4 separate regions of the Mus musculus genome follow, and all the other regions are linked to region 2. A link is a contact called in public Hi-C and HiChIP or PLAC-seq data. All regions are on one chromosome and are shown on one strand. Each heading gives the region's core, a stretch centred on a gene start, on an enhancer-like site or on the middle of the called end of the contact. The rest is flanking DNA. Distances are from core to core; before and after follow the strand shown.

Region 1 (5,384 bases), core at 2,259-4,758, 160 kb after region 2:
ATGAATGAAGGCAAACATTGCATCACTCACCCCAATTCTGATGCAGAAAAAATGTATTTCCATTAGTCTCTGTGTGATAGGAGAGACTCTAGGCAGCTAACATGTCTACTTGGGCTGGTCCATCCCAGAGAGTGGGATGGAATTCCCTGTACTTTTAGTAATCACAGGGATGCAACAAGAGTACTCCCAACGCAAAATATGACCATCTTACTCTTTATAAAAAGGAACAGGAAATGCAGTTTTAAGAGGATCCCCAAAGAGAGTGTGACAAGGTTTCCAAAAGGTACCAGGCAGAGCCTGGGTGGAGTCTCCCATCCTAGATTCTCCTTTGTAAATTTCCTTTGTAATTGTTTCACCACACAAGGACCACACGCTTATTGTATAATATGTGCATCTAGATTCCATATTCACAGTCCTGTTATGGATATATTTTCAGTTTTCTGTATATTCCTACTTTCAGAGAAAAGAGGTTAAATTTTTCCTCCTGGACTAGTTTTCCCTGCCTTTGCAGACACATATCCTTACATACACACTCATAAAATACATCGTTTCTTCCAAATGGCTGCAGATATTTGCCCAGCAGTTGCTCCTACATTTGTAATATATCCCAGGCAACTTCACACATGGATATATCATAATGTATCTTAAACAATAGTTCATTATTCCATTTATTCTAACACCATGGCAAATACTCTATAAATATATTCTTAAAAGATCATTCCACTATTTCCAAAGGACAAGAACTCTACCGTAATTTTTTAATCCAACTATGCACGTGTTAAAACATACATCAGTTCTATCAAGTATTTGTAAACAATAAATAACCAGTTATTTCTACAATAGCCCACACTTTCTATACTCCCCCTTACCACCACTAATTGTGGATAACATTACTTTTATAAGTGAAGTCTCATTAATTGTAATATCATTTAAATCATCAGTAAAGATAATATGTTCATTTATATTTCTTCTTGAATTTTATTCATAGCCATTGTTATTTTCCTTTTTAAACACATTTGAAATTTCATCTCCAAAAATGTTACTCTTCAAGAAGGTGGGGACATATCTCAGTCTTGATTCTAAAAGATCTGCTCTATATGTAACATTTCAGAAAAGCATTGGTGTGTCTTAAATATGTAAGACTGTATTATTTCATGCAAATTTGTAGTGAACTTTGATAGCAGTTACAATGAGTTTGTATGAAGTAGAATTCGAAAATCTCAAACTAATGCAGGGCCTGGGTATCATTTTCAATTTTTTTCTTAGTTAGAAACAATTAGCACACCATTGTTTGAACCTAAATTTAAAAACCTGGGTTTTGTGGATCTACCAACTTTTCATTGTGCGACAGAGAGTAGATTTTTTTTTCTCCAAATCTCTGGAATCACACAAATGGATTTTCACTAAGCAAGCTGCAAAACGGATCTTCTCTTTCAGAGTTTTTATCTCTGAAGCAGAAAAGAAGCCAAAGACGCTGAACCAAACTGCATTAGATAAGAAACGACTCACGCTCTGCTGGCAAGAGCTGGTATGTGCAAACCTATTTATATTTTGAACACAGCTAAAGCATGTGATTTAAAAATAAACCTCACAGATGCCGCATAGGTCGCAGGGCAGACAAGGACAAGGTTTAAAGGACATATTTTTCTGTGAGGTAGAAACAGCAGTGGAAGAGAATGTGTGTTGGCTAGGAACTCATCTCTTGGAGATTCATGGTGATGAGCTACAAGTCCAGGAGCTCAACTTCTTATTCACATGGAGTCCCCTGCCCTTGTTGATTTCTTCCGAAATTTGCACTTTGCTAAAGCTGGGCATTTAGGAAAAATAGATGCTCTTCCAGAGGACCTGGGTTTGAGTCTTAGCACATGGAGGCTCACAACTGTCAGATCCGGAAGATTTGCTGCCCTCTTCTGGCCCCAGCCGTCATTACACATGCAGATAAACCATGCACACACATTTTCCTTTCAAGGCTAGGCTGCTAGATTCTTTCACCTTGATGTCTGTCCCACAAACAAGAAGCTAAAAGAAGTAACAATTTTCTCCTCTCTCCCCACTGAAAATCCGGGTTAAGGGTTGCCAGACTTCTGGAGGACAGGTGGCTACTGATGCCCCTCTGTGCCCTGCCTACTAGCACGGTGTTTGTAGATGCTTAAAGATACCTTACAGATGCTCAGTCCTTGTGGAATGAGTGATGGCTGAAAAATGCCAGCCCAAGTCAGACAGACCCTGAAATATCTGACTGTAAAGTCCCACCAATAACACACAAGGGACATTTGGGCAACGCTGTGATAATTCTATTAATAGAAATCTCTTAATATTTGACTTGTGTCAGGGGGATTAAAAGATATGATCAGGATTCAGAAAGATCAATTTTTTTAAAACCCTAACTAATCCAAGTCCAGAGGCTAAAGCTAAACCCTTCCTTCATCTTTCTTTCTAGAATATTTATTGCCTGTCCCCTAGGATGTTCACGGAAGCTGGCTTCCATCATCCTCCAGGTCTTCCTGCTTGGTCCTCCCTCTGGTCCTCTAGTTGACTATGCTGCCTATGCCTTGACTCCATTGCATATTCTCGGCAGAGCTCTGCCTGCTTCTTGCCTACCAACTCTGGCTGGACCAAGTCCACAACATCAGTGTCTTTATAGTGCCTTGTATTTGTTACTCTTCTCACCACAGTGAAAGGGTTTATTCCGGCTGGGCTTTGAAAGGTTAATGCTCAGTCATGGCAGGACAGGGGTGGTGGTGTGCATGGCTGAGGGAGTGTGTAGCTGAGGCACTTCCCATCTCATAGATCATGAAGCAGAGAGAAGGATGACAATGTTCGGTGGGCTTCCTCCCTTTTATTCAGATTAGGTTTCTCAGCAGATGACAGTGACCAGCCCAGCCATTCAGGCTTAGCTCTTCTCTCCTCCTTAGAAACCCCCCCACGTACTTACTCAAAGCTGTGATTCATCAATGCCCAAGGTATTTAATTGAGTTGCCAATAAAACGTCACCATCTTAGTCTCACGTCTCTTGTCTCTAGGGCAGTATCTCTTGCCTCCTAAAGGAAACCAGATGTCTTGGAACACTTCCCACTCAGTATCTTCTACCGATCTACACCTTTCCCAACTTTCTTCTCCTTCCTGTATTGGGATACCCAGCTGTACTTACTGATTCAACCACAAGCCTGTGATCAATGGTGACTTTTTAATCCCTCATTTTAAACCATCCGTGCAACCCTAGATCCTGTTGATTCTCCCCCTTAAGCATTCCAGAACTTACTTCACTACTCGAGCCCCTGAGAACCTCTGGTATAGACTTTGCAGTAGACTTCCTCTAGCTTATCTTCCATTCAAGAATCAAAATGGCTTTTAAAACAAAATGCAAGGTGATTACTTGTTCTTAGCAAATCACTGAAGTTTGTCGATGTTAATAAAGTCTGGATTCCCTTTGCACGGCATGCAGAGCAAACAGTGTATGACCTAGCATTGTGGCCTTGTCCTGCAGTGTGCCCTCACTCTGGAATTGTGTTCTGACCAGCTGGACGCTTGCTGCTTGTATATCTGCACATGTGACTGCTCCCTCTGTCAGGGCTGTCATTTGTTTAATTACTGACTGATGGATTCCATATGGGTCAGGTCAGATTGAGATCCTCCGGGAAGCTTGGCTTCCCCCGTGTCTGATCTCATGAGGCTTTATACATTTATTTGTATATATTGCTTTCATTTCACAAAACTGTCAAAAGAACCATAGTGTACAGCTGTGTTCTCGGTACCTGGCAGACAGCAGGTATTCATTCTTTTGGTCAGCATTACCAGAAGGCTTCTTATATGTTGGGCACAGACAAAGTGCTAGGAACACAAAGCTGAAAGTTCTTAGTGTTTGTCCCTGAGGAATCCATAAATGGCCTTGCTTATTCATTCTGAACTTACTTACTACCCTCTGTGTGCCCAGGAGGTACCGTATGTCACAATGGTTGTTCAGGATAAGGACAAGGCAGGAACCCCCTGTCCAACTGCAGATTGGACAGGAGAAGACAGAATGCAGGCAGGCAAACGACACAGACATAAAAATAATCTTAGGTTGTGATTATGAAGGGAAACTCGCCAAACCCACAGAGAACAGGAAAATATTTGACAACCTATAATTCCGTGGCGACGTTTAAACCGAAGCTACATGAAGTCTAGAAAGAACATTTGTGCAATAAGATCTGTGTGTTATAGCCTTAGGGTAGAGCAGCCTTGGCATGCCCCAGGATCTCTTGAGGAGCCATGAGTCTGGGGCACAGTGGGAGAGGAGAGAACGCTATGAGACAGATAGAAAAGCACAGCCAGCTCACAGGGCCTTAGAAGGTACTGTAAAGACTGTTTTTATTTTTAAACAAATCCTGTAAGTATAGGTGGAATGAATGAGTAAAAGTAAGTATTGCCTTTGCTTCTTTCCTCCCTTCCTCTGTCCCTCCCTGTGCCCTCCTCCTCCATGTCCCTCCATGTCTTACAATACCTAACACAAGGCTGATCCCACATCTCCCAAAGGCAGAAGCATGAAGGCATCTCAAAGTTGACATCTGGCTTTAACTAGTCCTCTCTCCTACTCTCAGATTTCCTCCCCATCCCATATGCCTCACTGGGAAGGACATCCTCTAATCCTTCCTTTCTTGGCATGGTCTCATGTAGCCCAGGCTGAGCTCAAACTTTCTTTATGTAGTTGAGGATGGCCTCCCTCCCAGGTGCTGGAGTTACAGAGGTGTACCACCATGTCTGGGTTATAAAATGATGGTGTTTGGCATTTAACGCAGATGTTTCTCAGATGGCACCTTTGGCTGGAAGCATCCTTCATAGTTCTAAGTTGAGAAAGGGACATACATTCTGGACTGATCTGGAGATCGGGCCCAGGAGCTGTGTGGCTTTTTTTTTTTTTTCACCTTAAAATGGAAATCTTGGTACCCACCTCAGAAGGTCACTACGAAGAGTAATGAAAGAAAATTGCAGGCATAGAGTAATAACTCAACACAGCTTAGCTGTTGTTATTAGAGTTCTTATTAAGCACCAGGGAGCTTAGTTCAGCGACTGTCTCATAGTCACATGGTCTGGACACGCTTCTGCACTTCCTAGGTCTCAAACATCTCATCTATCTACCAAGGCAGAGATGGTACCTACTGTCTTTACTGTGGTAGATTTCTTGTGGACTCGGTAATCAACTCTACAGGCAAAGCTCACTGAGGATATGGGGAAGAAAGCTTTCCAGAGAGGGTGAGATGAGTGAATCGAACTCCTTTGTCATTTCTGTTCAATAGTCAATGTGCACGATGTCAGACCCAAAGCCAGTCCAGAGAGTAGTGCCTTAGTGTGGGACTTGCAAACACCTCAGGACGATCCAGCGCAAGGCAGGGTCTGTTGCCTAG
Region 2 (5,224 bases), core at 2,147-4,646:
CTTCGGAATGAAACAAAGTCCTTCCCTCTAGAGTGAGACAGACGACACACAGACACCAAATGGCTAGCCAGTGATTCCTTGCAAGGAAGAACATAAACTACGGCAATTTGTAAGGGACACAGAATCTCCTGCTCCAAGTATGGGGAAGGCAGCAGAGAAATTAGCCAGGACAAAAGCTTAGAGGTATGATCAACCGAATCCAAATGTGTGGGGTGATGAACTAGTCCTTAGAACAGGGATGAGCCTGTCTGAATTAAACCCATGGCCAAGGACAGGCCCAGAAAAAGTGTGAAGCTCAAAATGCAATTTCCTTCTCTCTGTTTGAGAAACTATTTTCTGTCCCCATTTAATGTCTGAGCATTTCAATCTCTGAGCATTTCTTTTTCTTTCAAATTACTCTCTGAAAAGGATAACGTATTTGTTCCTAACATAACATGTTCCTAATGCTGAGAAAGGATTATTCCCCGAAAGGGTATTTGCATTTGGAACTGGAAGAACGTGATTATATAAATTTATACACCACTTGTTTGGGTATGGGGATATTTTTTTCGGGATAGTATAGTAATATCTTATTGCTCTTGTGACAAATCACCATGTTAAAAGCTCAATATTAAGAATTTATTATCTCACAGTCAAGGAAATCAGAAATTCAAATGTCTTGGCAGGAGTGTTTCTTGAGGTTTAGGGAGGAATCCATTTCCCTTTTCAGCTCCTAGGAGCTTTCCACAGCCTTGGCTGTGATCCCAAACCACTGACGTCAGTTTCCATCGTCATCCCTGTTTCCCTGGTTAAGGACCGTATGATTACCCTATGCCATTTAGATAGCCCTAGATAATGTCCCTATCTCCAGGGTATCTTAATCACACTGCCCTGAAGGAAGCACTTCTAGGTTCTAGCCATGGGAATCATTGTGAGCGGTAATTCTTCTCCTCATAGGGCATGCTAATCTGGGCTCTGTGAGTGGAACTATCCAACAGCTCCTTAGTTAAAAGTTGCTGCTTCTCATTATCTCTGTTGACACTTTGGGGATGAATAGTTTGATAGTTTTTCTGAAGAGTAGATCACCAAGCCAGGGACAGTGTCACTTGCCTGTAATCCTAATACTGGGGCGATAAAGTCAGGAGGATCAGAAAGTCAGCAGTGTCCTCAGCTACATAGTGAGTTCAAGGCCAGCCTGGGCTACATGATATCATCATTACATTTTAAGAACAAGCTCAGGTTGCTCAAACCAGCTGGGTAATTTTCTCTAATCTGACCCAGTATAGTTGGCAGAGAAGGCGGCACATGGCATTTGCATGTCTGAAGCTATTGTTTACTCAGAAGGTGTCTTTGGGTGGGGCCCTGCCACAACCTTGTAGTTTCTGATTTCTCTAGAATGTGAAAGGCAGAGACCTGAGTCAGGAATGTAAAAGAATGGGATTTATTGTTTTCCAAAATGTCTCAAGGAGGTCACCAGCGCTGCCCAGGGAATCCATTTGGTAGTTGTTTTCTCCTTTCTGATGCCCAGGGAACTATCTTGTTCCTGGAGTTTCCACCCAGCAGGCCCTGCACCTTGTGGGTTAGTTGAGGGATGACCAGAATCGCTTTGCTTCCTGGCCATCTTGAGGGAAATGGAGACAGGTCAGTCCTTCCACAAGCATCTTGTATTTTTATAAATCAATCTGATACAGGTTCCCACTCTGAAGGAATTGCTATCTGTCTTCTTCCTGTCCACATAGCTTTGATCTAATGTTATCTCCTCCTTTAAAAATCTGCTCTTGGGGGCTACATACTGAGAGCCTTTATAATTCACCATGGTGGGATTTTTCTCAAAGGTCTGTACTTTACTGATTTGGCAGGCATCTATTCACCATTACTAGCTTCTGTTGAGTTCAAATTAGATTTATTATTGAAAATACAAAAAGGATGAATAGATTCATGCCCGGTTAACTGCTTTCAGCAGTTGAAATAAAGATTTGTAGGGATTTAAAAATGAAGATATCTTTAATTTTGTTACTTACATTATACTAGATAAAACGATTCTGAAGAATACTGTTTGTTCACATGCGAATTATGAAAAATGTAGGGGGTATTTATTTCACTAACTCTAAATGAACTTTCCTAAACTAAAGCAGGAGACAGAATATTTCTATGAAGGGTGTTCCTGAGGAATTCACAGGATGGTTCCAATAAACAGCCTTGGGCTGGGCCTGGACAGTTGGCCCAGCAGCTAAAATCACTTGCTTTTGTTTAGCAAAAAAAAATCTGAAATCCAACTTCTGGGCACCTGATATCTGATGCTCTCTTCTGGCCTCTGAAGGTACAAGGCACACTGGTGGTGCACACACACACACACACACACACACACACACACACACATGCAGGCAAAACACTCATACATAAAATAATACATTGTGAAAACCAGTGGGCTCTGCCATTCTGAGGGCTCTTGTAGCCCTGCCAACCTCACTTTCTTCTTCTGATAGGCCTAGTCGCTGTGGCAATGTTTCACTGACTGTTGAGGCAAGGGAATGATACATAGTAGACAGATCATACTTTTGAATACTGTTGCATTACTGGAGTTCAGAACATTTTAGCTACGTTGAGGAGGATCTCAGCAGGATAGGAAGTTACTGCGATCAGATAACCAGACCAATACACCTATGTAAGAGCAGTGTGTACCATAATAGTTTCAAATAATTAGATATAATGGCATGCCTCAGACTGGCCAGTTGTTGAGGTATGGATTAAGCGTCTTTAATGTTTTCAGTTCTTATCAGTAGTGTATAACAAAACATGACTTAAAAACATTGCTTTAAAATGAAAAAATAGACAAAGAACCACTGAAGTCTTGCAGTTAAATGAGTTTGCTTAGGAAATAAAATATACTCTGGAAGAAACCGTTCCCAAAGACCTCAGGAGAGCTGTAGGGATAACCATCCCAGTTCTGCGTTTAAAAAGGCGATCGAAGCAAGTTAACATTTCTGCACCTCAAATCCCTACATTTTAAGAATTTGGATCTTGGAAGGAGTCCAACGTTCTCCATCCCCAGGATACAGCGAATGCTTGGAAGGGATGACGCCGCTAGCGACTCTAGGCCAATGGGTGGGGGGGGCCCAGGCATACTCGGTGTTCTCTTGTTCGGCAGGGTGGCGAGAGTGGTTCTTTCATTAGAAGCGCTTTTGCTCAGACAACCGACAGAGCCATTGGAGACACACATTCGGGAAACTGAGTCACACAAACCCAGAGGTGCAGACCAGGGAGCCTCTGTCACCCCAATGCGCAGGCGCGGCTGGCTGGGCTCGGAGGGTCTCTGAGTCCCGCCTTCCTCGCACCGTTCAACCACGTGCGGGGGGTGGGGTGGGGGCGGAGCTCCACGCTCGGACCTAGGCCAGTGAGCGGAAGTGACGTCGGCACAGAGCCATTTCCGGCAGGCCGAAACTAGGAAGAAACTTGGAGCTGCCGAGGCGCGGGTCGTAGTTGGCGCTCCCGTCCGTGCCCCGTGGCCGGCGCCGCGCGGACCTGTGGGGGCCTGGCCATGGGGCGGCGCCGTGCTCGTGCGGCCTAGACGTGCGGGCTCCGCTGACAGGCCGGGCGCTCGCGGGCGGCAGGCGGCGTGGCAGCCGCGGCCGCCGCGGGCCTGGGCTCCGGCATCATGAACATCGACGTTGAGTTCCACATCCGGCACAATTATCCTTGGAGCAAGTTGCCAACGAACGTGAAGCAGGTATGGCTCCGCCCTGCTTCTCTGTCGCCTGACCTGCGGGCCGTCGGGGGGCTCGGGGAAACTGGGCGTGCGCTGTCTCCCAAGAAGGCTGGACGGGTGTCCCCCCGGACTCGCCTGGTACCTCGGCCTGCAATCTTTATTTTAATAAAGTCCCCGGGCCCCCAAACTTGAGAGTGGTGGGAGAAGGGAGTGCAAAGCGACAGATCACACGTACCTCCTCTGGAGCGTTTCTGGGGGTTAGGTTGCCTGCTTGGAGTTGCATGTGTAACTGAAAGCATTTAAAGTTGGCCCTGGAAGACCACTAAAAGTTACTAAGATGAGGAACGAAGGCCCTCCACCCCCGGGAAGAGGGAAGAGTACGTCTCCGGAGCTGTGAACAATCACCAGAGTTCGGAGACGTGTTCCGATCCACTTGGAAATGTTGGCTGGATGCGTGAGGGTGATAGCTGCCGAGGCTGACAGAGCAGTCAGGCCTGATTTGGAAGGGTACGTGTGTGGTTTGTGTTGTCGGACTTCGTCCTTTACACAGCCTGAGTTTATAAAGGATCAACGGGAGCATGACCCGAGGGGTTTTGTTTTTGTTTTTTAATCGAATGCTTACAATGAATGGTAGTTTTACTCAGTCGTGTTTACTGAGCATGCAGATAGTTTAAGGATCCTGCCTCCACGGAGAGTCTTTTCTGTCAGAGACAGAGTAAATGGACTGGTGAAAGAAAAGAACGGATAGGTGGTTTGAACTTTTACGAAGGCCTTGATGTGTGTGCTTACATGTATAGTATGTTTACTACATGCAATGCAGGGGTTCGCTGCCCACCGTTTCTAAGTTCCTCTGATTTCTGGTTTCTCTTGGTGGTGGGCAGCAGGTATACTTTTGGAATTATGGAATGGTGGTGGTAATGTTTTTATGATTCTTGTGATTTACTTTGAGTCCTAGTTCTAGAGAACGAGTTAAGGGTCTGGTGGACATCACGTGACAAAATACTTCTAAGACACCAGAACCCTAGGTGTGTTTCAGGGGCAAAGGTCTATAGGTTGTCAAAGATGTCAAGTTTCTGAAACTTGAAAAAAGGAACAAGTCTAAATCTTTGGGAATAAGTTCCTCTTAAATTTGAATGAGTTTAGCAGATAGTTTTTGTTCTTTAGATACATATGTTCTGAGACATATTTGAAGACAACTAGAGTAAATAGTTCATTTCCTTTTTAAATAGCTTATACCCAACTTAAATAATTGATTCTATTAGGATTGGCAAAAGCCTTCCCAAACTTAATTGTTATTAATACAATCATAGGACAGTGCTAAAACTTAAGTTCAAATATAAACTGATTAGTTTCTGCGTGTGAAACCACTGAAAGGCCCAGTTCTGAGTCAGGCTAAGTGTGGCCTTTGTTTCTGCAGACCTTCTCCAGCCTTCCCCTGGTGTCCTGAAGTTAAGGTCTACTTTAGATGACATCACCCTTCTGTCTGCTTTCTTATCTTCAGCACAGGACCTTCTCATTCTCTCCACACTACTCAGTAGT
Region 3 (5,440 bases), core at 2,156-4,655, 230 kb before region 2:
GAGAGGCAATAATTTAAATATACAGCTCATTTGTAGCCTTGGTCTCTTTGCCTGTTAGAAGTGGGCATGACAATATCTACCCTACCTTGGTGGGTGGATAAAAGGAAGTAATGTTTATAAAAGTGCTTGAATATAAAGCATCGTAAAATGCCCCCCCCCCTTTTTTAAAGAGGCAATAGTGATGTATAAAATTTTGGAGTGAGCCATAAAATATAATCTGGTTTAAGAACTTATTTTTTCTCTATCAAGACAATGATGACAACAAGAAACCAAAAAGGCAAAAACCTCACATTGACTTAAAAACACCTCAGACGAATGGTTCTCAACCTGTGGGTCCTGACCTCCCATGGAGGTCAAACACCCCTTTTACAGGGCTCTCCTAAGACCATGGAAAACACAGATGTTTACATTACGATTCATGACAGTAGCAAAATTACAGTTGTGAAGCAGCCATGAAAATAGTTTTATTGTTGGGGGTGGTCTACTGCATGCTGGAGAAGGATGGGACAGGGCAGGGAACACAAAGGGGCAGGCCACTGGGCTTCACTGACCTGCCTCTCTGAGAAGTGGTACTGGCAGAGTCTCTTCCACAGTAGCCGGTCCTCACTGAGCACATGCAGGTCTGGGGCTGCCTGGCCCAGGCTGACCAGGTCCCGCCCGTCACTCAGCCTCTGCATGATGTTCAGTTGTAAGCACACAGGCAGGTCGGTGATCGTGAGGCCTTTGAAGGCAGGCTACAGAGAGAAGGGTGGATGATAAGGAGAGAAGAGCCATTTTCCAGGCAATTTGTTCCCAGAATGCCCTGGTATTCCAATTGACTACTAGATTCCTAAAGCAGTAATGGTCTGTGTTCAATACGCAGAAGCAGGAGCCACGGAAGAAGCAGGAGCCACGGAAGAAGCAGGAGCCACTGAAGAAGCAAGAGCCACGGAAGAAGCAGGAGCCACGGAAGAAGCAGGAGCCACGGAAGAAGCAGGAGCCACGGAAGAAGCAGGAGCCACGGAAGAAGCAGGAGCCACGGAAGAAGCAGGAGCCACGGAAGAGTCTCCCAGAGAACAGCCTGGAGTGGCTTGGATGATGGTGGATAACAGGCTTTCCCTGTGTTTGCAAGCTTCTGCTCTAAAGAGCTCTTTAAACAGCACATGTTGGAGATATATATATGTGTGTGTGTGTGTGTGTGTGTGTGTGTGTGTGTGTGTATTTGAGGGGCATGGGTAGGGCAGGGGGTTTCTCAGTGTAGACCTTCTTTTTGGCTATCCTGGAACTTGCTCTGTAGACCAGGATGGCCTTGACCTCAGGGATCTGTCTGCCTCTTGCCTCCTGACTGCTGGGATTAAAGGCATGTGCCACCATTGTCTGGCTATATGTTCCTTTATTCTTGAGAATTTCATGTATGTATGTATGTAATGAAAATTGTCCATTCCATTTCCCTCCCCAATCCCTTTGTATCCTTCTCTAACAGGTCCCTCCTAACTTCACGTCTTTTTAAGATGATTGATTTTTGTTTTCGGCGTATGAGGCTGCATGTATGTAAATGCACCACACCTATGCTTTGTGCCTGTAGAGGTTACAAGAGGTTACAAGATGGTGATGAATCCTTTGGAACTGGAGTTATTAATGGTTATGAGCTGCTATGTGGGCACTGGGAACTGAACCCAGATTCTCTGCAAGAGCAGCAAGTGCTCTTAACCACTGAGCCATCTCTCTAGCACCTCATCGTTTTTTTTTCCTTTGACAACCCACTAAGTCCAATTAATACTGCCCATACATGCAATATGTGGGGGCCATTCACTGTCTGTATGTGCATGGTGTGGGGCCGTCCACTGTCCAGTGCATGGGAACATACTGGATTTTAATACTTCATTCACTTCACTATTAAGCTGCAAGACTCACTACCTTCCAAAGTTGCTACTGCCCAGGAGAGGTGGCCCAGGCAGACCCCTGGCCTCCCATCTCACCATCCTCTGTGGCTTCCTCAGATTGTTCCATTTCTGGCACCCAAACCACATCTTGACTACCTGGGCACAATGGCCTCACCCCTTCTCTTGTCTCAGATTCACTTCAAACCCATTTCCCTTGGGCATGGTGGCACACGTCTTTAATCCCAGCACTTGGGAGGTAGAGACAGGAGGATCTCTATGAGTTTATGGCTAGCCTGCTCTATAAAATGAGTTCTAGGAAAGCCTCCTGGTTGTCCTACACAGAGAGACCACATCTTAAAACAAAACAAAACAAAAAACAAAAACCAAACACCTTAGAAAGCAAAGCTATACAAAACAAAACGAAATGCAACTATTTCTTCTGATGACTCTTTCTGCTTATGTATTTCCTAGAGGTCTCCTTCATTACACCTTCCTAGAATTTCCAAAATCTCCTCAGGGGACGTCTGTAAGTCTCTCTCCTGCACTACCCCTTTCCCTCAAGAAACACCAAGTTGCATATTCCTTTCAGAACCTAAAGTCCATTGTTTTGGTGTTTGTCACACCATAAGCACTCAATAAAAATATTAGTGCAATGGATTAAATCCAAATAGTTAAACAAGACCAAAAAGAATAACCCAGAGACCCCGTGCTTGTGCATGTGTGTGTGTTGTCTATAAGAATATATGTATGTGTTTGTATACATGTATGTGGATTTGGGCATGTTTCTGTTTGAGTTTATATACATGCATGTTTCTGTATATGCTTGTGTATCTGTGTGTACACACTGGGAATGGTTGGCCCCAAACCCTTTGAGCTAAGCTACGCTGTAACTGAGGCAGCTCTATTCACATCATAGGACATTTAATTTTTTTTTTTAAAAAAAAACTTTTATTTATTCTACATGTATGTGTGTTTTGCCTGCATGTATGTATGTGCAGCCCATGGAGGTCAGGAGAGGGAATCAGATCCCTGCAACTAGAGTTCAGATGGTTGTGAGCCACCATGTGGGTGGGTGGTGGGAACTGAACCCAGGTCTTTTGCAAGAGCAACAGTGAGAGAGTTCTCTAGCCCCTGCAGGGAATGTTTTAAAAATAGCTCATCTACATAGAGTACTTGCCTGCAGTCAACCATGAGCTTCTGAAGGAACCAGCATTATACCCCCAAGCTTATATTCAAGACCTTTCTTATTTTACATTTTAATGATCTCAAGATACCTCACCTAGACCTACAGCCCTGAAGGCAGGTGTAGCTTGCAGGCCTTGGGGACTAGTCTAGCACAAAGAGGGCCCCTCCCTCATTCAGTGTGGCCCAGGTGCAGAGCTGCACAGGGGAAAGCAATGCTCTGGGAATAGGGATTATTTTTTCATCAGATTTCTGGGGGAGAAACTGTAGGAAGCAGAGCAGAGCCCAAGCACATGGGAGCCAGCCAGGGTTTTCTTGGTACCAGGCTCACTGCGATTCCCAATGTGGGTTAGTCTTGGCAATCATCTGAGTCCCTTGGCAGGCAGGACAGGTACTAGTGGGAAGATGGGCCACAGAGGGACTTGACAGGGTTGTGAGAAGACTAGACGTGTCATGGGAGGGATGTCACAGGGGAGGGATGTCACATGGGCAAAGAGCAGATCCAAATGGCATCCCGAGGAGCCTGGGTCTCAGTTTCTCCAGCTCCCAAAGCCTGTGCTTAGAATACTAATGCTGATCCTGCAGTGGACTCAGGCCTCCTGTTTCTTCAGAAGTGCCTGTGACCTGACAGCTTTTACAGCTCTCTTATACCCCAGGCTGTTGGGCTGAACTTTCAATTGTTTGCAATGTTCAGGACTTGGTATGACTGCAGAAAGCCCTCGACCTATCTGTCGTTTATCATCTGCTGTTGATCATATGAGCTAATAAAACTGCCATGGGATTTTCTTTTTGTTTCCAGCACTTCAAAGCCTCTACTTTTTTGGTTAAAACTCCCAGGCCAATTATTACATTAACTCCCATTAAAGGCACGCTTGCTTGGCAGAGTTTGCTCTGTCAGATTTTCAAACCTGAACTTTTCCAAAACCCTTGCCCAGACCTCAAGCCAAGCCCTTACTCCTGATAAATGGTTAACTGCTTGCATGCCTTCTTCCTTTTGAATATAAACATATAAAAGGAAACACACGTCACTCCTGCAGCCCCAGTCGAGCATTTGGCTAGACTCCGTTTGTGCCTATCCCAGCTCCCATTTTCCAAAACACTGCTTTGCCCACAGCTCTATAATTATATCTTATTTTTCCTACAAACCAGGGCTCTTAATTTTGTCCTTCATCCTTCATTATATAAATTATGTCTGCCAATAAAAATTGGCTTGAAAGAATTCGATATGAAGATTTCTAAGGCAAACAAGGTTCTATGCTGGGGCAATGGTGGCAGGACTCAGGAAAAGAGGAAGCACTGACTATGAAAGACGCTTGAATATTTTCATGGATTAACATACTTCTCTTTCTGACAAATATAAAAATACAGTCCTGACTGAAGTAGAGTGTTCTCATTTTCTCCTCCCTCCCTCCCTTCCCTCTCTTCCCTCCCATTCCCCCCCAGGATCTTACAGCCTAGGCTGGCTTCAAGGTTGTTAGGTAGTTGAGAATGTCCTTAAACTTCCCATTCCCCTGACTGCACTTCCCAAGTGTGCTGAGATTACAGGCCTGAGCCACCAAGCCCCTTAAGAGCTGGGGATTTATGTTAGACGCTCTTCTTTACTGCTCTCAGAACAATACAGCTTAGAGCCCCCTAGTGGGTTCAGGAAAGAACAGAGTGTAGAAAGGACCAGGAGTTAAAAGTGAGCAGCCTGGAGTCTGATGATGCCAGGCCTTCTGTGTAGAGGCCTCAATACAATTACACTCTGCCTGCCGCCATGTTTTTGGTTTCTACATCCTTGAATTCACTAAGTCACAGATGGAAAATACTCAGAAAAAAAATGCATCTGAACTGACTGTGTAAAGCTCTTTTTCTTATCCTCGTGTCCTGTGTACATAGCACCCTACAAGGTTTTAAAACTGGGCTAGATATGGTCAGCAGTGCAAAGGAGGATGTGAGTAGGCTATTGTACAGTCACTAGCTACTGTATGCATGATACTTTCATCCAGGGCATCCTCAGGGTGTCTTTGAATCTATCCCCTGTGGATACTGAAGATGATCTTTCTCATTTCCAAAACAAGGGATAGAGTATCCTGCTATGTGACTGGGTAGAAGAGATGAGATAACATGCAGACAACACTCAGCACAGTGTCCAGTAAATTCCAGTCATTTATCTTAATTACAATTAATTACTAGATAAGTTAAGTATCACATGGAAAGGATTTACAGTGTGTGTGTGTGTGTGTGTGTGTGTGTGTGTGTGTGTGCAGCCAAGCCCTTGATCATAACACCTAATGCATCTATATTAATGCTTACCACATTCTAGGCCCTGTTCCAGCTGCTGTCTGTAGACTCGCTTATGCAAACTCACGCCTATGCTAAATCTCACACAGGGCTATGAGATGGCCTCTATTTTC
Region 4 (5,632 bases), core at 42-2,541, 160 kb before region 2:
TTTTTGTTTGGTTGCTTGCTCTTCCTGCCCAGAGCTGAAGTGCTGTCTGAACTTTCATTTTGCTCCGGTTCCATCCTTTTTGCCTAGGGAGATAGAAAACCGTGTCTTCGTTATCAGCGCACCCCTCAAAGGGTGCCTTCTAATTGTTGAGTTGGATGGCACACAGCCAGCACACAATGCATTCTGTAGTGATTCAGAGTCCCAGAAAGAAAACACCCAGTCCTCTACCGCACACCTGTCTGTGGTTGGTTTGCCAGAGGGCTGTGAGGTGCCCCACTCTCCCAGGGAATATCTAGAGTTTAGATCAAACATCTTAACTACAAAGGAGGCAGAGTGGGAAATATGTTCCTTGTCTGAAGAGTTAACACCCTGTTCCCGGTTCTATACAGTGCACAGGGAGGCCAAAGAGTATATCGTCGATCAAGTTTGGCTTCTGCTACCAGCCTGGTGCAGCCTCTATTACTCTACAATCCTCTAGAGACTGTGTTCAGAGCTTTGCTTTAAAGCCAGGTGAACTCTGAAAGCACAGGAAAGCACACCTAGGAAAACCTGCAGGGCAGTGCTCTGTACAGCACAACAGAAACTTTCAAAACTTCCTATTTAGAGGGACTCAGGGTTTGGGGAGATGGTCCAGTCAGTAAGCTGCATGCGCATACATCAGGGATCAGATCTTTAGTAAAGAGCCAGGCACAGCAGCGTGCTGCTGTATTCCTGTCCCCAGGAGGGCCCCTGGAGGTTGCTGGCTAGCTAGTCTTGCCAAATTGGTGAGCTCTAGATTTAGTGAGAGATCTGTCTCAACCAATAAGGTGAAGAGAAGAGAGGAAAATACCTGAATGTTATGATGTTAACCCCTGAATTCTACACATGTGCAAATACACATGTCTGCACCAGAACCTGCACATGTGCGTATACACACCACACACACACACACACACACACACACACACACACACACACACACACACAAACGGGGTAGGGGAAGGGAGCAGGAGAGACTACTTTTCCCCAAATTCCTCTTTCAATATTTAACTACCTCCTTATGTCACCCCTGGCCTCCCTACTCCCATGGCAGCTTCTCAAGGGATGGAGACAAATCATCTTTGGGCTTCTCCCCTGCTCAGAAAGTAGGGGGAGCTAATTAGTGTAAATCCGCTCTTTCTCCCCTTACATCTAGAACCTTAGTGAACAGGAAGTACGTATTACTCATAGGTCGAAAATTAAGTGTGCTCCATGCTTAGAATTCCTGGGTGACCTCAGTCTAGGAATCCTTCAGGGTAACGTGCGGTGGCCAGTGGTGTGTTGGAACCAGTTTAAACCAGTCCACGGAGTGTAGCTCTTCCAAGCCTTGCTCTCAGGGATTGGGGTAGTAACGTGAACCCTGCTGTCCCAGGAGTATTTACACCACGGTAATCAGTAAACACTATATGCCAGGGCTCCCAAGCATAGACTTGTTGAGCATTTACCAGGGCAGCAGACATTGACACATGGCTTGTGTACGAGACCTCAGAGGAGCACATACCTGGCTTTCTGTCCCACATTTATATAGAGTATTCTACAGGAGACACCAAGTCTAGGTGGCTGGAAGAGTTACTCTCTGGTCCTCGTGCTTATTCCAGTTTAGCTTTGTCTCTTTTTCTTTCTTCATCTCACTACTGCTTATATTTTCTAGTACTGCCTTTTTCTGGTTGATTCTAGATCAAACCTGAAGCTAGTTATGGGTCATGTTTTGTTGTTGCTGTTGTTTGGGTATTTTGTTTGTTTGTTTGTTTTGTTTTTGTCCTTGCATGTTAGTGGTTCTCCACAGTGGCTATGAGCTAAAATCATCTTGCTTGAGCTGCACCCTAAAGGAGAATCAGAAGAGACCAGGTTCTACCATGCCTCTCTCAGCTACATCAGGTTGACTTGAATTCTTATTCTTCCATTAGTGGAAGGCTCAGGCTCCTTCTTGCTTACATTTTGAGGTTACTTCTCCTCCTGAAATCTTGTATCTGATATACTGGTCTGATGTAGGAATCAGTGTGCCATTTGGGGAGGCTTCTAGTCTCATAAAGCCAACCATATACTCCTTCCCCCTCAGGAAGCTCTTCCCGAGGCTTCAGACTAGGTTAGATTTGTCTGTTGCATTCTCTTAAAAAAAACCACCTTTGGGGCTAGAGAGGCTAAGAGCGCTTGCTGTTTTTCCAGAGGACCCAAGTTCCATTCCTAGCACCCATGTCAGGTGGCTGACAAGCGCCAGGAAAGCTGGCTGTAGAGCAGAGGTTCTCAACCTGTGCGTTGTGACCTCTTTGGAGCTGCATATCAGATGTTCTACGAATCTTATATTTACATTACTATTCATGACAATAGCAGAATCACAGTTACAAAGTTGCAAGAAAACAATTTTAAGACTGTGGGTCAGCACAACATGAGGGTATTAAAGGGTCTCAAGTAAAGAGCCATGAGGAAGGTTGAGAACCACTAAACATATGCACGTACTCACACACACACACACACACACACACACACACACACACACACACACACAAGAATTAAGTAATTCTTGCCACAGTGAATGGTCCCACAGTCATGCCTATAAAGGCAGCACTGATTGGACCTGGAAATTATTAATAATAACAACAAAAAAGTGAGGATTTGATGTTGGGAGGAGGAAGGTGGGTGATATAGGGGGAGCTGGGGGAGGTAGTGATCAGTACATTTCATAAACGTACAACTTCATAGTACAAATAAAAATATTATTAGAAATCACCCCATCCTTTTCTTTCACAACAGTTAAAACAGTCTCGTATTTATAGATTTACTTTTGTCACTACTTGATTAATTATATATTGTATGCTTGAAGAAGACATAGATCGTGTCCTTTTTTATCTTTAACACCACTGGACCAGATGCATACACACTCCAGCTTGACTTGGGAGAGGTGTTGGCAGATAACGGTTAAAGGTTAAAGAGATACCGATGAGAACGAAGGTGACTGGGTCACAGAAAGGAGAATGGAAAAACACACCCATAGTGTTCGTATGTGTCCTGTCTCTGGTTCCTTTCCCTCTCCCTCTTAGCCTGCCTTTTTACTTCCCAGTGTACTTAGGAGGTGACAGAAGCCATCACTCAACTCCTTAGTTACACCTCACTTAAAGGACTAGCTTAGACAGACTCTTTTGGTCCCAGCTCCTAGGTGATTGGTTCACATGGGTTCAGCTGTTTCATGCTGGTTTAAATAATACTTCTGGATACAAGATAAGGGTATGGATCCCAGGAGCCCTTTCAGGCAGGTGGCACACCCAAGGGGTTGTAGTCAACATGGCAGACACAAAGATAGAACTACAGCCCGTTTTTTGTTTTATTTTTTTAAATTACTCTGAAAAGTAGAAATTAAGCTTTGAGTGGTGGTAGGGAACCAGGGGAAAGAGAGCATGTGAGTGCAAGGGGCCCATCCTATCAATGAGTGGGCTGCTAGCTTGTCTCCCTTCATCAGAACTTTAGACTCTTAGTCCCACGGGTCTAGAAAGGACAGTCAGTCTCAGGACTTTTCCTGGCTGCCTTTGGGCCTTGAATGCCAATGGAGAGAGAAAATTAAACAGACTGGGGCCCAGTCTGTAGAGAGAAGCTGAGTCATATGAATCAGTCATCGTCTGCAGTGGGTGTGGGTAGGAGAGAGAGAGAGAGAGAGAGAGAGAGAGAGAGAGAGAGAAGAAACTTAGAGCTTTCAGGGGAAGAGTCTGCTGAAGAACAAATATCCTAGAAAGTGAGCTGCCTACTGTGTGAGCTCATGCCTACTGTGCAAGCTCAGAGATGCTGGGGTCTGGTCTTGACATGGATACTTATAATCAATTGAGGCATTTGGCTGTAATGGTGAAAAGACAAATAGTCTGTTGTTTTAAGGAACATAGATGGGACTCAGAATACAAGCAATTATAAATGATGTGGTTGGTGAAGCACTAGGGGGGGGGGCGTGTCACAAGGCACACAGATGGGATACAAACTCGTAAGTATCTGAGAAATCTTTATGTAGATGTTTAATTTTTTTAAAGATTTATTTATTTTATTTATATGAGTACACTGTAGTTGACTTCAGACACACCAGAAGAGGGTGTTGATTGATTCTCATTATGGATGATTGTGAACCACCATATGGTTCCTGGGAATTGAACTCAGGACCTCTGGAAGAGCAGTTAGTGCTCTTAACTGCTGCTCCATCTCACCAACCCATGCTTATTATTGGTTTTATTTATCTATTTTATGCACTTACGGGTGTGTGTGTACCTGCACACTAGGTCAGAGGACCATTTGTGGGAGTCAGTTCTCTCCCTCTATCCCGTGGATGCCAAGATGGAAGGCAGGCCATACATAAGCTCAGCAGCAGTAGCCTTTACCCATAAGCCATCTTGCCAGCTTATTTAAATTAGGTCCAGACAAAGAAAGGTTAGTCAGGTGACCGAGGGTCATGATGGGGAAAAGCAAGGAGTTTGGGCTTATGTTGCTAATGTAAGGTTTTGGAACAAAAGAACTCTGTGTTGCCCAGCAATACATACCATCCAAAGCTTTGGAGTCCTTGTGATGGGTCTGGGCATTTTGTGGAGCCTTTTATTGCTTCATGAATAGGATTTTACGTTCTCCACAAATGGAAGGTATCTCTAAATCTTCCAGGCTTTGGCTTCTGCAAGGGCAGGGCCCCTTGGTCCCCTTTGAACTGTCATCTCCTCTGAAAACTGACTACAGCAAAGGATTGTAAGCAGTTATAAGTGGACATGATACCACTGACCCTCCTGAGTTCTGCTGTCCTTCTGTAGTTGAGGCTGGGCCACCAATGTCCCCTTGATGTGACCATAGTTGCTTTCTGATGTTTTGCTCTGTAGCACTTATGGCCTGTCCCACCAAGTACCCCCAAAGTAACAACACTATGGCTGTTTCCTCTTTCTTATCACCCCCACAATGTCTTTCACCCACAAATTATTGCAACAGTCAGGGAACCTAGGTACATTGAAGCTACTTTCTCTGTGTGTGAGGTCATTCCCACTGTCCCCTATGACCCCATACATTTCCAGGGCGAGTGGACTAGGACATTCTCTCTTCTCTCTCATGCTATTATTCTGTGCAAGTCACCTCTGCCCCTGCACCTATAGAAGGGACCAGAGTAGAAAGTGACATTTTGGATCGGGGAGTTATAGTCTTCTAATGCTCTGTGAGCTGCTGGCAGACCTCAGAGCCTGTTGTGGCTTGTTTCCTTATCTGTGGTGCAGGAAGGTTAGGCAGCTGTTCCTTGTCTTGATTGCTCACGCTGCTTGGGAGAACAGGACACCTGGGCAGAAAGCAGGTGGCACATGGGTTGACTGAACCAAGAGGAATGCCCTGGCAGGCAAACATGGCATATAATTCAAGTTATAGAGGCCTGGCTAATTGAGGGTGTGGGTGCATTCCAGCTGCTTCTTCAGGATGGAGCACAGGCTCTAGGGTTCCCCAGACTCCCTAAGATCTCCTCCTGTATCCCATTCTTCCTACGCTCCATCTTCTTGTCCCTCTTCTTGCTTGTCCCTAGACAATCTCACTTGTACTTTCATTGAACACACACACACACACACACACACACACACACACACACACACACACAATTTATGTGAGTACATGCAATCCAGGA

Evidence for each region. A called contact is a pair of places that touch in the nucleus more often than the background predicts. HiChIP or PLAC-seq counts read pairs in DNA pulled down with a chosen protein or histone mark.
Region 1: a Hi-C map of the N1E-115 cell line shows a contact between it and region 2, with 5 times the contacts expected there. The contact joins the enhancer-like site here to the promoter of Fam91a1 in region 2. A contact is called at or near these places in 1 of 39 promoter capture datasets (stem cell-derived epiblast-like cells), 2 of 484 Hi-C or Micro-C datasets (the C2C12 cell line and the N1E-115 cell line), 2 of 115 datasets of contacts at active chromatin or transcription factors (the SCID.adh cell line and embryonic stem cells) and 1 of 9 other capture datasets (embryonic stem cells).
Region 3: a contact with region 2 is called in an H3K4me3 HiChIP or PLAC-seq map of forebrain, with 4 times the contacts expected there. The contact joins the enhancer-like site here to the promoter of Fam91a1 in region 2. A contact is called at or near these places in 9 of 39 promoter capture datasets (the C10 cell line, the HPC-7 cell line, cranial neural crest and 6 more), 40 of 484 Hi-C or Micro-C datasets (the 3T3-L1 cell line, the AML12 cell line, CD4 T cells and 30 more), 31 of 115 datasets of contacts at active chromatin or transcription factors (the 230-238 cell line, the NIH/3T3 cell line, the SCID.adh cell line and 21 more) and 3 of 9 other capture datasets (adipose tissue, liver and pancreatic islet).
Region 4: a contact with region 2 is called in an H3K27ac HiChIP or PLAC-seq map of embryonic fibroblasts, with 3 times the contacts expected there. The contact joins the enhancer-like site here to the promoter of Fam91a1 in region 2. A contact is called at or near these places in 6 of 484 Hi-C or Micro-C datasets (the C2C12 cell line, the HL-1 cell line, adipose-derived mesenchymal stem cells and 2 more) and 3 of 115 datasets of contacts at active chromatin or transcription factors (the NIH/3T3 cell line, embryonic fibroblasts and pancreatic cancer cells).

The regions. Positions count from the first base shown.
Region 1 is chr15:58,576,438-58,581,821 of GRCm38.p6, forward strand. It overlaps Fer1l6 (fer-1-like 6 (C. elegans)), which reads left to right. Exons shown (of 41, transcript NM_001370912.1): 16 at 1,438-1,528. Among named protein-coding and RNA genes, the nearest start is that of Gm36451, 18 kb to the right of the region's middle. Within about 2 kb of position 3,509, at least 14 of the 459 cell types and tissues checked have an H3K27ac peak or open chromatin away from gene starts, as enhancers often do. A contact at or near this core is called in the N1E-115 cell line, where this site is marked.
Region 2 is chr15:58,412,072-58,417,295 of GRCm38.p6, forward strand. Fam91a1 (family with sequence similarity 91, member A1) reads left to right here and starts at 3,397. Exons shown (of 24, transcript NM_145959.3): 1 at 3,397-3,706. The coding sequence starts at 3,635.
Region 3 is chr15:58,183,531-58,188,970 of GRCm38.p6, forward strand. Fbxo32 (F-box protein 32) reads right to left here. Exons shown (of 9, transcript NM_026346.3): 7 at 552-734. Gm36112 (a long non-coding RNA gene) reads left to right here. Exons shown (of 3, transcript XR_003951636.1): 3 at 863-1,210. Among named protein-coding and RNA genes, the nearest start is that of Gm36112, 20 kb to the left of the region's middle. Within about 2 kb of position 3,406, at least 31 of the 459 cell types and tissues checked have an H3K27ac peak or open chromatin away from gene starts, as enhancers often do. A contact at or near this core is called in astrocytes, forebrain, hippocampal neurons and 2 more, where this site is marked.
Region 4 is chr15:58,255,805-58,261,436 of GRCm38.p6, forward strand. No RefSeq gene overlaps it. Among named protein-coding and RNA genes, the nearest start is that of Gm36193, 13 kb to the left of the region's middle. Within about 2 kb of position 1,292, at least 50 of the 459 cell types and tissues checked have an H3K27ac peak or open chromatin away from gene starts, as enhancers often do. A contact at or near this core is called in the C2C12 cell line, the HL-1 cell line, the NIH/3T3 cell line and 4 more, where this site is marked.